Regions from separate parts of the Rattus norvegicus genome. Here all the other regions are linked to region 1. Evidence: chromatin contacts called from public Hi-C data. All regions are on one chromosome and are shown on one strand. Each heading gives the region's core, a stretch centred on a gene start, on an enhancer-like site or on the middle of the called end of the contact. The rest is flanking DNA. Distances are from core to core; before and after follow the strand shown. Region 1 overlaps Adgrv1 (adhesion G protein-coupled receptor V1). Region 2 overlaps Adgrv1 (adhesion G protein-coupled receptor V1). Region 3 overlaps Adgrv1 (adhesion G protein-coupled receptor V1).

Region 1 (3,788 bases), core at 767-3,266:
AAGCTAAGAAAGCAAACACATTTAACAAATTAGAACTCTAGATCTCAATGCTAGACTTTCTTGATAACACATGGCAATGTACTCATTGCCATGAAATTACATTGTAAAGAAATATGATGCCTATTGCTCAGTGCTATCAGCTATAGATAGATGATGATCTATCTACCCATTTAGTAGATGATACTATGACACAGCTTCGGGATTATACTATCTACACATTCTCTTTTTAGGAGATACTTTACAAAAGATAGCTAGGACACATGCACAAGTTGGATGGCTTACTCATTAAAACAAACCTTTCAGTGCCAACTCACTGATATTAACATTTGCTCTTGCATAAAGATCCAAAAGAAAAGAGAAAGAAAAACTGGCCAGTTGTTCTATAGTTTTGGAATAACCATTATCAACTGAATAGTACCAGGACACTGGCCATACAAAATTACTAGCAGTCCGCAGTCTACCATTAGTTAAGATGTTTAGGATTAAACTAGGCTTAATAGTGTTTTAGCCCTAGCTATTCAGCTGGCTGAAGCTGGGGGATTAATTGAGCCAGATACTTAAGGCTAACCTGTGCAAAATAGTCAAACTCTATCACCACAAAATTTTAAGCAAAAAACCAAAACCCACCAACCAAAGAGCACGCATGGACTGGTCAGAGGCCCCTGGATTGTAGCAGAAGGCTGCCTTGTCTCCTTCAGGGGGAGAAGATGTGCCTAATTCTGTTGAGACTTGATGCCCCAGGGTGGGGGATACCTGGTGAGGGGCACCATCTCAGGGGTGAAGAAGAGGGAGGAGGGGAAGAACTCTGCCTGGGGGTCCCAAGAGGGGGCATCATTTAGGATGTAAATAAATAAAACAATTAGTTAACTTTTAAAAGTTAAAAAATAACTAAGAAGGGCTAGAGAGATGACTTAGGAATTAAGAGTATTTGTTGCTTTTTCAGAGGACCCAGTTCAATTTCAGCACCCACATGGCAGCTCGCAACTGTCTGTATCTCCAAGGTCTCTGGTACCTTCATAAACATATACGCAGGCAAAACGCCAATGTATACTAAAAAAAAAATAATTAAAAGGCATAAGAAATTTGAATTTTATACCTGCCTCCAGTTGACATTTTCCCCATTTGAGTCCATTTTATTTCATTATTATAACTATCTTCAAATCTCAGTATCTGACTAAGCAGAAGCTATTCATAAAAACTCTGAATGATATTATTTGTGATGATTCTGAATGAACATTCATATAACAGCTGTTAATATTTGATGATTCTATAACATGCATACATTTAAATAACTACTTAATTGATGTATCTTACATGGGGCTACCTCATTCTAAATAGGCCACCATGTGACAAGTTTGAAAATATAACTTTTTTTTAAATGCTGGATTGATTTGCTGGGGTTCTAAGTGAGAAAAATCTATGCATAGACTTTACGACTTCTTTGCAAGATGGCCATAATCAAATACGTGAGTTCTGAGTCACCCTCAGGAAACACTGTGAACTATGTGAGCTGCAAGCTGACTGAGAGACCTCCAAGTCATCTTCTAAACAATAGCAGAATTCAGTGTCCACCTCCCTCCACACTTCTTACCCACCGTCATGTCAAAAAGAGATCTTAGGGTTTAATGTCCCCCACACACTCACAGGCTTTATATTTAGTATTCCATCTCAATTCTTTTACAAACACTCAGAAAAACATTTTTACAAAAACTTTCAAGGTCAGCCTTTGAGCAAACTTATACACCTTCTACATTCTTTTACTGGAAAATTCTCACATAAGTGTTGGTAAGGGGAGCTACACCATTCTCAAGAGCAACCAAATGGGCGAAAGTTGAGGATAATTCAGAACGAGCTTACTACTAAGGTTCACAGGGATAAGCTAGTGCTGTCTCGTGTGCGCATTTTGCTAAGGGACAAAGACTTACTATTCACTCAGGCTTTAAAGCAAAGCTTTTCCCACAGTACGTTTTCCTGGGGCACAGGTTCAGTGGATAGCTTTTGCTGCATGCTCAGGGCCTTGGGCTTGGTTCCAGCATACTGATAAATATCGGTTGATCCAGCTCAGTAATCTTTCCTTGGCTTAGTATTAGTTTTTGTTTGCTTGCTTGTTTTGTTTCTATTACAGAGAAGCAAAACTTAGAACAAATGTTTCTGGTAATGTGAAAGTCACATGAACAAGCCTAGATGTATTAACTTGATTATAAGCGAGTTAAGGTCACTCATCTCCGAGTGGCTTAACTGAATTGCTACCGGATAAAATAATCCTACGTTGGAGTTAGAGAACTAGTGAAGAAACTAAAAAGAGCTGCAAATTTTAGTGATTTTTACTTATTTATATTGTTCTACACAGAAAAAAATTATTTTGTTAAAATGAAGTTTTGGTGATGAGCATGTGGCATCCAAGGGTACAGAAAGGGCGACGCTGTGACACAGACAGTGAAAGCTATGAAACTGGGGGCTTTGAAGAGGTTGGCTGTAAAACTTCATAGGCCTTAAACAGGATAATCAGAGAAAAGGAGAACCAAAGACTACCAGAGAGTTATCAGAATATCAGAATTATCGGAGAGTTTAGATAATCCCTATCTCATTTTCTTAGGGGGAGAAAGGAGAGAGAAAAGGACAGAAAAAGGGGGAGGGGAGGAAGGCGGGGGAGAGAGGAGAGGGAACAAGAAAGGGGAAGGGGAGAAGGGGAGAGGAAGAGCAGGGAAGGGAATGGTGTACAACTGTGTTACTCCAACTGTGCTACTCGAAGATGCTCAGTAAGCCCCCTGGAGTTGCAGGGAGAATCAGCTCTGGTGTTAACACCTAAGTAAGAAATGTCAGTAGAGACAGCCAGCAGCTTGGCAGGCTGGCCTTGCAGCAAGCTAGAAAAGGTCATCCGGGCGAGCAAACCTACACTTTAAAAGTTTACTGGAGCAAAGTCTCACAAACATGTTTGTGTTGCATTGTGCAAGAGAAAGCTGGCATGAGATCATTCTGGTTGTTCCCAAAAGAACCTTCTAGAAGGGTCAGAAGGTTGCAGCTGAGAGAGGCTGAGTATTACTGAGTTGCTCGAGACTACAAATATTAAAGAATTTTCTGAAAGGTAGCTTCTAACTTATGACTGTACCAACTAAGTAAATATGACATTATTTCCCTGCCTGCTTTTTCTATTCCTTCTCCTTGTGTTCCAACTCAGGAGAACTGGAAATAAAGACTTGTTAACATAGCTAAAAAGGGGTAGAAAAAAAGAAACGGACTGACAGCTCATTCTGCCTAAATCTTAGCCATTGGAAGAGCAGTCATAGTGACAAATTAGAAGCAGCTCTGACAATTCTATTGAACAAAACATGGAAACAACTAAGAGACTGACCGAAGAGCAACTGTTAAGAATGATTAGCAGTTGCAAGAGGCTTTCCTGTATTTTATTTAGAATTTTATTGAATTTATTATGAAGAAAGACACGGAGTAGAAGGTGAGTATGATCACATTTTATGCGATTGTCAAAGAAGTAATACAAATATTGTATCTTAAAAGTATCAAGCACAAAGGAACAACACAATAGTATTGCTTTATGACTTTACCTCATCAGTCAAACATATTAATAAGATATAAAAATAGAGTCGGATCACTACTTCTGTTATTCAGCACTAACTGCCCTAGTTAGCAGATGAATGTGTTTGAGAGGTTTTATCCTTTACTTTCAGGTAAGGTTGTCAGGGATTACCTTAAAGGGCACTCACATAGCCTTTCTAGGCTTATCAAGCATTTCTATACATCTTCTCTATCGTTTTCTATGGTTGAAGTGA
Region 2 (4,134 bases), core at 540-3,039, 130 kb after region 1:
AACAGCAGGCTCGCTCATGCTTGCTCTCCGTGATATGATCTGGAAATGAGTCAACAGAGCCCAGTGCTATATTGTTACCATTCTCAACTAATGTACAATCAAACAGTCAACGCTGTATGAAAGATACACTTATGAAGCGACTGTAATTAGAAAGAAGTGTGGAAGACATCTGCTATGAAGTTATGTCAATTGGAATTAAAAATTGAATATGGCATACTATCTATAGTGGAGCTGAAACCATATAAAATATGTTCCTTCATCTAGTGAACATGAAATAACCAGCATGGAGCCTTAAAAATCAGTACTAAGGCTTCACCACAAAAGGATCTATTTAATCAGTTGACATAGAATTGCTTCAAGTATTAATAAAAGTGTAAAAAACTTAAATTTTAAGGTCTTGTCTTTTCTTTCTTTTTTCCTTGCTTCCTTCCTTCCTTCTTTCCGTATTTCTTTCTTTATTTATTTACTTATTTATTTTTGTTTGTTTGAGACAAATTTCTTCATGTAGTCCCCGAACTTGCTCTGTAGATCAGGCTGGTCTTGAACTCACAGAGCTCCACCTGCCTCTGCCTCTCTCTGCCTCTCTCTGCCACTCTACCTCTCTGCCTCTCTCTCTGCCTCAGCCCCTCTGTCCCTCTGTCCCTCTGTCCCTCTGCCCCTCCACCCCTCCCTCTGCCTCTGCCTCACTGCCTCTCTCTTTGCCTCTGCTCCTCTGCCTCTCTGCCTCTCTGCCTCTCTCTCTGCCTCAGCCCCTCTGTCCCTCTGTCCCTCTGTCCCTCTGTCCCTCTGTCCCTCTGCCCCTCCACTCCTCCCTCTGCCTCTGCCCCTCTGCCTCTCTCTCTGCCTCTGCCCCTCTGCCTCTGCCTCTGCCTCCCAAGTTCTGGGATTAAAGGTATGTGGCACCACCACCAGATTACAAACTTTAGTGTATCTTTATATATTTTAAACATTTTCAAATCATAAAACTATTCAAGTGTCATTTCAAGTGAAATTAAAAATTGCTACATTTAATTCATGTTTTGAGAAATCAACATTGCCTTGTTAAATATAAAGCCTACTTGCAATTAACTTACAGGGATGGGATTCTGGAAGGAATCCCATTGATATAATAGAAGACAGATGCAGGGACAGTACATATTCAATGGGAGGTCAATGGCATCTTGGGTATAAAGAACATCCCATAATATCTTGCCATACCTTGTTTCCCCATGTCCTGATCCTGTGTCAGACTTAAACCCATAAAAGCTATGAGAGGCATTTACAGTTTTATCTTTCTAAAACAAGTTATTTCAATACAACCCTGCTACCCAAATGGATTTTTTTTAATTAAAAACCAGAAGTATGAACAAATGATTTTGGTATCCATAGCCAGAAGCCTTATCATCAGCGTCTCCATGTTTACACATATTAAATATGAATTCATGAGCCAAAGCCAACTAATATGTTGTTTTGAAGTTTCTAATCTCAGGACTTTATTTGAGGATGGGGCACGCCCATGTATTCCACTATCCAAGGGCAAAACCAGAGATCCAAAGGCTGGGCTCCACCCATCTATGATCCCTGTGGGGGTGGGAACCTGACAAACACCAGCGGTCCCAGCAGCCCTGACTTGCAGTTTAGAACCCAGTGTGCACTTCTTACTCTCTTCCCAACCCCTTTCCAACCAAACCCCAAATCAATGTTAATTTTTGAGGATGTTTTGAGTTTCTAAAATAGATTAGTCTCAGACACAAAGGAAAAATAAACAAGGTCTTTAGCCTAGTCATGCTCCGCTTCTGTGGTTTGTCCCCAGACTTCCGACCAAAGGGCACAGAGATTAATAAGTAATGCTAAAGTCAGAGATAAGTTAGACATCTACTGAAATTGTAAGCCAAAATCCACAATTACGCCATAAAACAAACCTTAAAATAATTATTTTAGTATCCAGTTCTTCTAAACCAAAGTATTGGCTATTTTTAACTTTTAATTACTGTTCAACAATGATAAATAGTGCCGTGTAAGCTATAATTAAAGATAGATTTCATAAACTGTATTTAAGTAAGCATTTTCTACATAACCTTTACCACATGCTAATAACAACTACTATCAAGTCTGCTTCTGAAAAAAAAAAAAGGAGAGTTTATAGTTGTGAGAAGAATGGTTTGTTCTGGTTTTGTCTGTTATATTAATACCTAAAAGTTGGGAAAGCAAAGGCCACAAGCACAAGCATCACACCTCCCTGAGATTTGATGGGAACACCTGGGCAGAGACTATGAAACCACAGCGCTCATAAACCTTTGCATTACTTTAGAGTCCTGGGCTCCTAAGAGATCCTGAAGGTAATTAAAATGTATTTCAGTGTGGCCCTGTGGTAACTGTTAATTAGCAGAGGAGTCCTGGCATCGGGTTGCTGTTGTCGTTTGTGTGGGTAATAAATTCCCTGATGGACCTAAAGTTCTTATCATTAACCATTTGACATGTGAATGAGGTGAACAGGAACTGAGGGCAGTATTAGGTAAAAATAAGCGAAAAGCATTACTTTCGCTAAAAGTCAATTATTAGGTAAAATAGTATTTATAAAAGTTTGCATTATTTTTACTTAGTAAGATGTTTATTAAACAGTTTTGTTTGTTTGTCGGTGACAGAGTGGCAGATTAGCTCAAGCTGGCCTCTGTTTCAGTGTCCAGCTAAGGCTGGCCTCAAACTTAACCCTTCCACTTCATCCTCCAGAGAGCACTATGTTACAGTCATACGCCATCACATGTGGGCTTATAGTTATATCTCGATCTGTATAAATCCAAACTTTTCCTCCAGAATTAGGCCTAAGCAACTTATTTCTATTCAATACATACATAATCTTAGACAGATTAGCAAAAATACCCTTTCTCATTCTAATAAAACCAGCTTAATTGTTCTTTTAAAAACAGGAGTAAGACCGTATCATTCAAAGATCTGTTGAAGATTCATATGGAAATGCCTCCCTAAAGGAGTTAGAGAAGTAGCTGATACAGAACATAACTTCCCTCATGAATAGTTTGGGGCCTTTAATGTGGCTCTAGGGTTACCGGAGCTTGCCAGAGAGCTGGAGGACCTGATTTGGTCCAGGGACCTACACTGTGGGATGAGAGGGCTAATTCCCCCTTCAAGTAGTCGTCTGACCTCTATATATTGCAGAAATAAGTAAGGAAACATTGTACACTGAATTTTTAAAAAATAATTTTTGTTCAGCTAAACAGAGTGATTTGATTTTTACACTAAAGTTTAGTGTGGGGTGAAGACCTTACTAGAGATCTCAAATTCCCCATGACGAAAATCTACATAGCAATCTACCTACAAAGATTCAGGTCGCTGAGGCAGAGCAAAAGTATCACATAGCAATAAGAAACATAGTATGTTCCCGATAAAATAGACACATGTATGTACCTTGAGAGTGCACTGCCTGTGTTCCCCTGTGGACATTCATGATGCTCATTTTAGAATGAAGTTTCACGGAAAGGAAGCTCGTGCTTGGGATTATATTTAGAAAATCACTCAGCCGTGGGAGAAGAAGCAGCAGTTGTGATAACTACACTTACAACTGTCAGGAAAACGCAGCTATGTTTCCACATCAAATTCAAATTTACTGCAATGAACTAAATATAAAACCCAAAGACATGTATTTACACCCTGCTCTTTAGGTTAACTACTATCGTAACCCTAACAGAATCGTCAACATCTTACTACTCCATGCGTATATTAAGTTAAAACATTTTCTACTAATCACTTTTAAAACTGAAATTTTTGCATATCTCCACCAAAATCAAAGAAAGTACTCTCCACAAAGATAATAGTTTAAATCCTAATCCAAGAGATGTTCAATAGACTCTAGAACTTCAAGTTTATGCCTTAGACCATTAATGTCAGCTGGACCTCCTGTGCTAGTGTCACTCCGGAGAGTGGAGGAAGGAAAGCTTACAGTTCAGAGCTGGGCTGGATACTGGGACTGTTTCCACCTGCCACAGGGAAGACACTGGCTATTATTTCACCCTCTTCAGCTAGAACGTACATAGTTTACCTGGGAACCAAACTATCCATGGAAAACACAAAAGCCTGGCTCAGTATGGCACAGCATTTACAGAAAAGATCATCGCTCCTGGTGAATGTTATTAACATTTA
Region 3 (3,748 bases), core at 108-2,607, 190 kb after region 1:
GTCAAGTTACTTGGGATGATCAGATCTTCTCCTACAAAGAGGAGACAGTGTTCTGGAATCCTAAGTGGCTTTGGCTTCAGTCTTGCAGTCAGAGATCCTTAGAGAGTTTCCAAGAGGATAGATACTCAAAGGTAAAATGACATAGGGCTCAGATTAAAGGAAAGTCTTTTAGTAGTTGTGTGCAATCTGGATCATTCCTGAGAAACAGACATTGTACAATGACATTCCTGAATGTTGCAGAGTGATAAACAACCCAACTTTTACTGGATTCTAAATAACAGTGCTCAGCTAACATGAAATTCTCTTCTGCCTTCATGAAGAATAAACAGATGAAATTAAAATTCATGCACATGCATCGGATGACAAAAAGAAAATAAAGTAAAAAGCAAACAAACAAAAACACGTGTTTCAACTTCTAACCTAGTCACATAGCCCTCTGTGAGTCGCTATCAAGGCTCTGTGGTTCTTGTACACCATTGGGCACATAAAAGTTCTCTGCACAGGGTTTTTTTTTTAAATTCAGTTTCAGAAGATAAAGTGAAGCCAAACAAATAGACAAAAAGAAACAAAGAAGTCAGATGTTTTCCTGTTGGCAAGATGTATTAATCTGAGTAAACACCGTGCTATCTCTCTGTTCTTTTTTTAGATTTGGGGAGTTGCTTTTCCCGACAGAACCTCTGGAATTGAGAGCTGTGCCTGGCAAAGATGCCCTTTGTCCCTCCTGCCACCAGCCTGCTCAGGGCACACAGGGCAATGTGATTCTGAGATAAAGCTTCCAAAGATAGAACTGCATGTTTTTCCCAGGAAAATCTGGCAAGAGCATGAAAGGCTGTTGGCTGTTTCCCACCACCCTGGAAGTCAATGCTCTCACACCTTGCTGCTTAAGCGTTTCCTAGTAGATAAATGAGAAAAACAAAACTCGACACTGAAGGGAAGCACTCCCTGCTTGATAAACTGCTAAAATGTAAATCTTATATGAAAAAGTCTGTGATATTCCAATAAGCATAATTTTCTATATTAACAGTAGGCACATTACTATTAGCATAAATAAACAGTAGAAAAATAACTCTGTAGCCCCTGCATTTTAAAGTTACTGATGGGTGGTAGCAAGATATTTCTACCAAGGACAGGTAGAAACAAGCTTTCTGGTATTAACTTACAAATGCCTTCACTGCAGTTTTGAATACAAGTGACACAAGACAAAGCCAGAAACCCACAAATGTGTATTTGCCATGCTGCACACACTCTGTAGCTCGGTCAAAGAAAGCTTTGAAAGGAGCCTTTAATTTTTAACCTAACCCCTACTCTGCAAGACTGACTGGTTTTGGTGGAGGAAAAAAATCCTATACTGCCACCTGCTGGCATATTATGGTCAATGCCACTCACAGAATTAGAATGACACTCAGATTAAAGCATTATGAGCGCTTTCTAATTAAATTTTTTTCAAAAACTGAGTATTGATCATATTTTCCCCTCCTCTCTCTCCACATCCCTACCCATGTAACTTCAATACAAGAACAATCTATTGATTCTTTTGTATCCTCCTCGAATTTGGAATAAAGTAAATAAAATATTTAGTGAATTAGTGATACACTGTTCTATATGTTTCTAAAAATAGAGAACAACCGTACTTAAGCACATTTTCCTGACAACATGACTTACACATTCATTGTACCATACTCCTCCAAAATGAAGTCAAGAGGAATGAGATGTGGCTCAGGTGGTAATGTTTGCCTAGCAGGCACAAGGCCCTGGGTTCAATCTCCAGTAACACTTAAACCAGCATTATGACGCAGGCCTTTAATCTTAGCATACTGTACATGGAGGCAGAAAGTGTAGAAGTTCGAGGTCATCCTCAGCTACATAGCAAGTTCAAGGCACCCTGTGCTACATGAGAGCCCTCTCCCTTACATGCACTGGCACATGCACCTGTGTGCACACACTTGCACACAAACACACACACACACACAAGCAAACACATACACTAACACACACTAACACACACACACAAGCAAACACACACTAACACACACACAAGCAAACACATACACTAACACACACTAACACACACACACAAGCAAACACACACTAACACACACACACACACACACACACACACACACACACACACGCACGCACGCACACACGACAATCAACTAAGTCTTGAAGAGGAAAGATCTTAGCATGCCTGTTTTCCCAGTATTGACAAATCACACTCCTATACGTAACTGGAGACATTTTAGTCCTTTAACAAGAATGCAACCCAAGACCATTATTTTTCATTTCTCCAGGCAATTTAAGTTCTAATGATGTCTACTTAGCAAAGCTGGAGAATCCAAAATGGAGATCCAGGGCTGGGAGTGTAATGGCCCCAATAGTACAATTCTACAACTCATCCCATAAGCTCCTTCAAATTCGGTCATGTCAAAGCCAGCGTCTCTGTAAACACTTCCTTTTCTCATTTTGGAGAATCTGACAAGTTTGGAAAGTCCTCAGTTTGGAACTGGATATGCAGCTTAGTACTCAAGAGCACTTGCTGCCCTTGCAGAGCGCCCAAGTTTGGTTCTCAGAGCCCATGCTGGGTGACTCACCACTATTAATTCAGTTCTGTGGAATGCAATGCCAGCTTCTCACTGTTACATAATAGCGTTCATGTGCGTATCCCCCCACTCCACATACAGACATATTAATAGAATAAAATAAATCGTTTTTAATTGAAAATAAATTATTTTCTTATACAATCCATCCTGACCACAGTTTTCCTCCCTTCACTCCTCCCAGCCTTCCCCACCTCCCTGCTTCCCAGCTACATCCCCACTCCATTTCTCTTCAGAAAAGAAGAGGTCTACAAACAACCGAACTGCAGACAAAACCCAGGCAGGACAAAAGAAGAAACAGTAAGGCAAGGAGAACCCTCATAGCAAGGCTGGACAAGATAACCCAACAGGAGGGAAACAGTCCCAAGAGCAGGCAAAAGAGTCCAAGACACACCCGCTAACACCCTTAGGTAGCCACCAAGCTAACAGTCATAACATACACAGAGGATCTGGTGCAGACCTAGGCAGGCCCTATGTCTTGCTGCCTTAGTCTCTGTGAGCTAAAAATAAAATACAGCTTTAAAAATCTCTTGTCTAGCCAAATGAGAAGAACATTCACTTTAAGTTAGATAGTATTTTTAAATATCCAGGCAGCTGGTAAATATGTTGCGTATTTCCTATGGAAACTATACCAACTGTACACTGTATGGCTTCTGACATGAAAAATTAAACCATTATATTGGGTAAAAATAAGCTATTGAAACATATTTTTAGTTCTTTTTGCCACAAATCATCCCTTACACAATTTTATGCCACGTTGTTTTGTCTATTCTAAAAATACACTGGAAATGTACGCACTTGACTAATTGTTTTCTTCAAAACCCACGTTAAGCATAATGTGAACCAGAAGCCAATATTCTAACATAAAGATTCTGGTTTTCTTTCTCATCCCCAAACATGAGCAAATTTGTGTGCTAGCATGCTGAAGAGTTGTCTATAATAATATGGCGCCTTAATTAAATCTTATATAAATGCTGCTGCCGAAACAGCCCACCAAAATGGGTGGTGAATACAGTCAAATAAACTCTAACTATGGAAGGCAGGTTCTCCGCTGTGTTACATAGAAGAAACAAAGGCAGGAACAGACGGTTATGACGGCCTCCTAAGGTAATGTAATGCCTTGTCAAATTCAGTGCAAGCCCCTTTGGGAA

What was found. A called contact is a pair of places that touch in the nucleus more often than the background predicts.
Region 2: a Hi-C map of liver shows a contact between it and region 1, with 4 times the contacts expected there. The contact joins two enhancer-like sites. A contact is called at or near these places in 3 of 12 Hi-C or Micro-C datasets (kidney and liver) and 1 of 1 datasets of contacts at active chromatin or transcription factors (oligodendrocytes).
Region 3: a Hi-C map of liver shows a contact between it and region 1, with 6 times the contacts expected there. The contact joins two enhancer-like sites. A contact is called at or near these places in 3 of 12 Hi-C or Micro-C datasets (kidney and liver).

What each region holds. Positions count from the first base shown.
Region 1 is chr2:13,193,120-13,196,907 of GRCr8, forward strand. All of the region lies in intron 86 of Adgrv1 (adhesion G protein-coupled receptor V1), which reads right to left. Among named protein-coding and RNA genes, the nearest start is that of Rnu1-149, 67 kb to the left of the region's middle. Within about 2 kb of position 2,017, at least 3 of the 93 cell types and tissues checked have an H3K27ac peak or open chromatin away from gene starts, as enhancers often do. A contact at or near this core is called in liver, where this site is marked.
Region 2 is chr2:13,325,457-13,329,590 of GRCr8, forward strand. All of the region lies in intron 84 of Adgrv1 (adhesion G protein-coupled receptor V1), which reads right to left. Among named protein-coding and RNA genes, the nearest start is that of Rnu1-149, 200 kb to the left of the region's middle. Within about 2 kb of position 1,790, at least 6 of the 93 cell types and tissues checked have an H3K27ac peak or open chromatin away from gene starts, as enhancers often do. A contact at or near this core is called in liver, where this site is marked.
Region 3 is chr2:13,382,559-13,386,306 of GRCr8, forward strand. All of the region lies in intron 84 of Adgrv1 (adhesion G protein-coupled receptor V1), which reads right to left. Among named protein-coding and RNA genes, the nearest start is that of Rnu1-149, 260 kb to the left of the region's middle. Within about 2 kb of position 1,358, at least 9 of the 93 cell types and tissues checked have an H3K27ac peak or open chromatin away from gene starts, as enhancers often do. A contact at or near this core is called in liver, where this site is marked.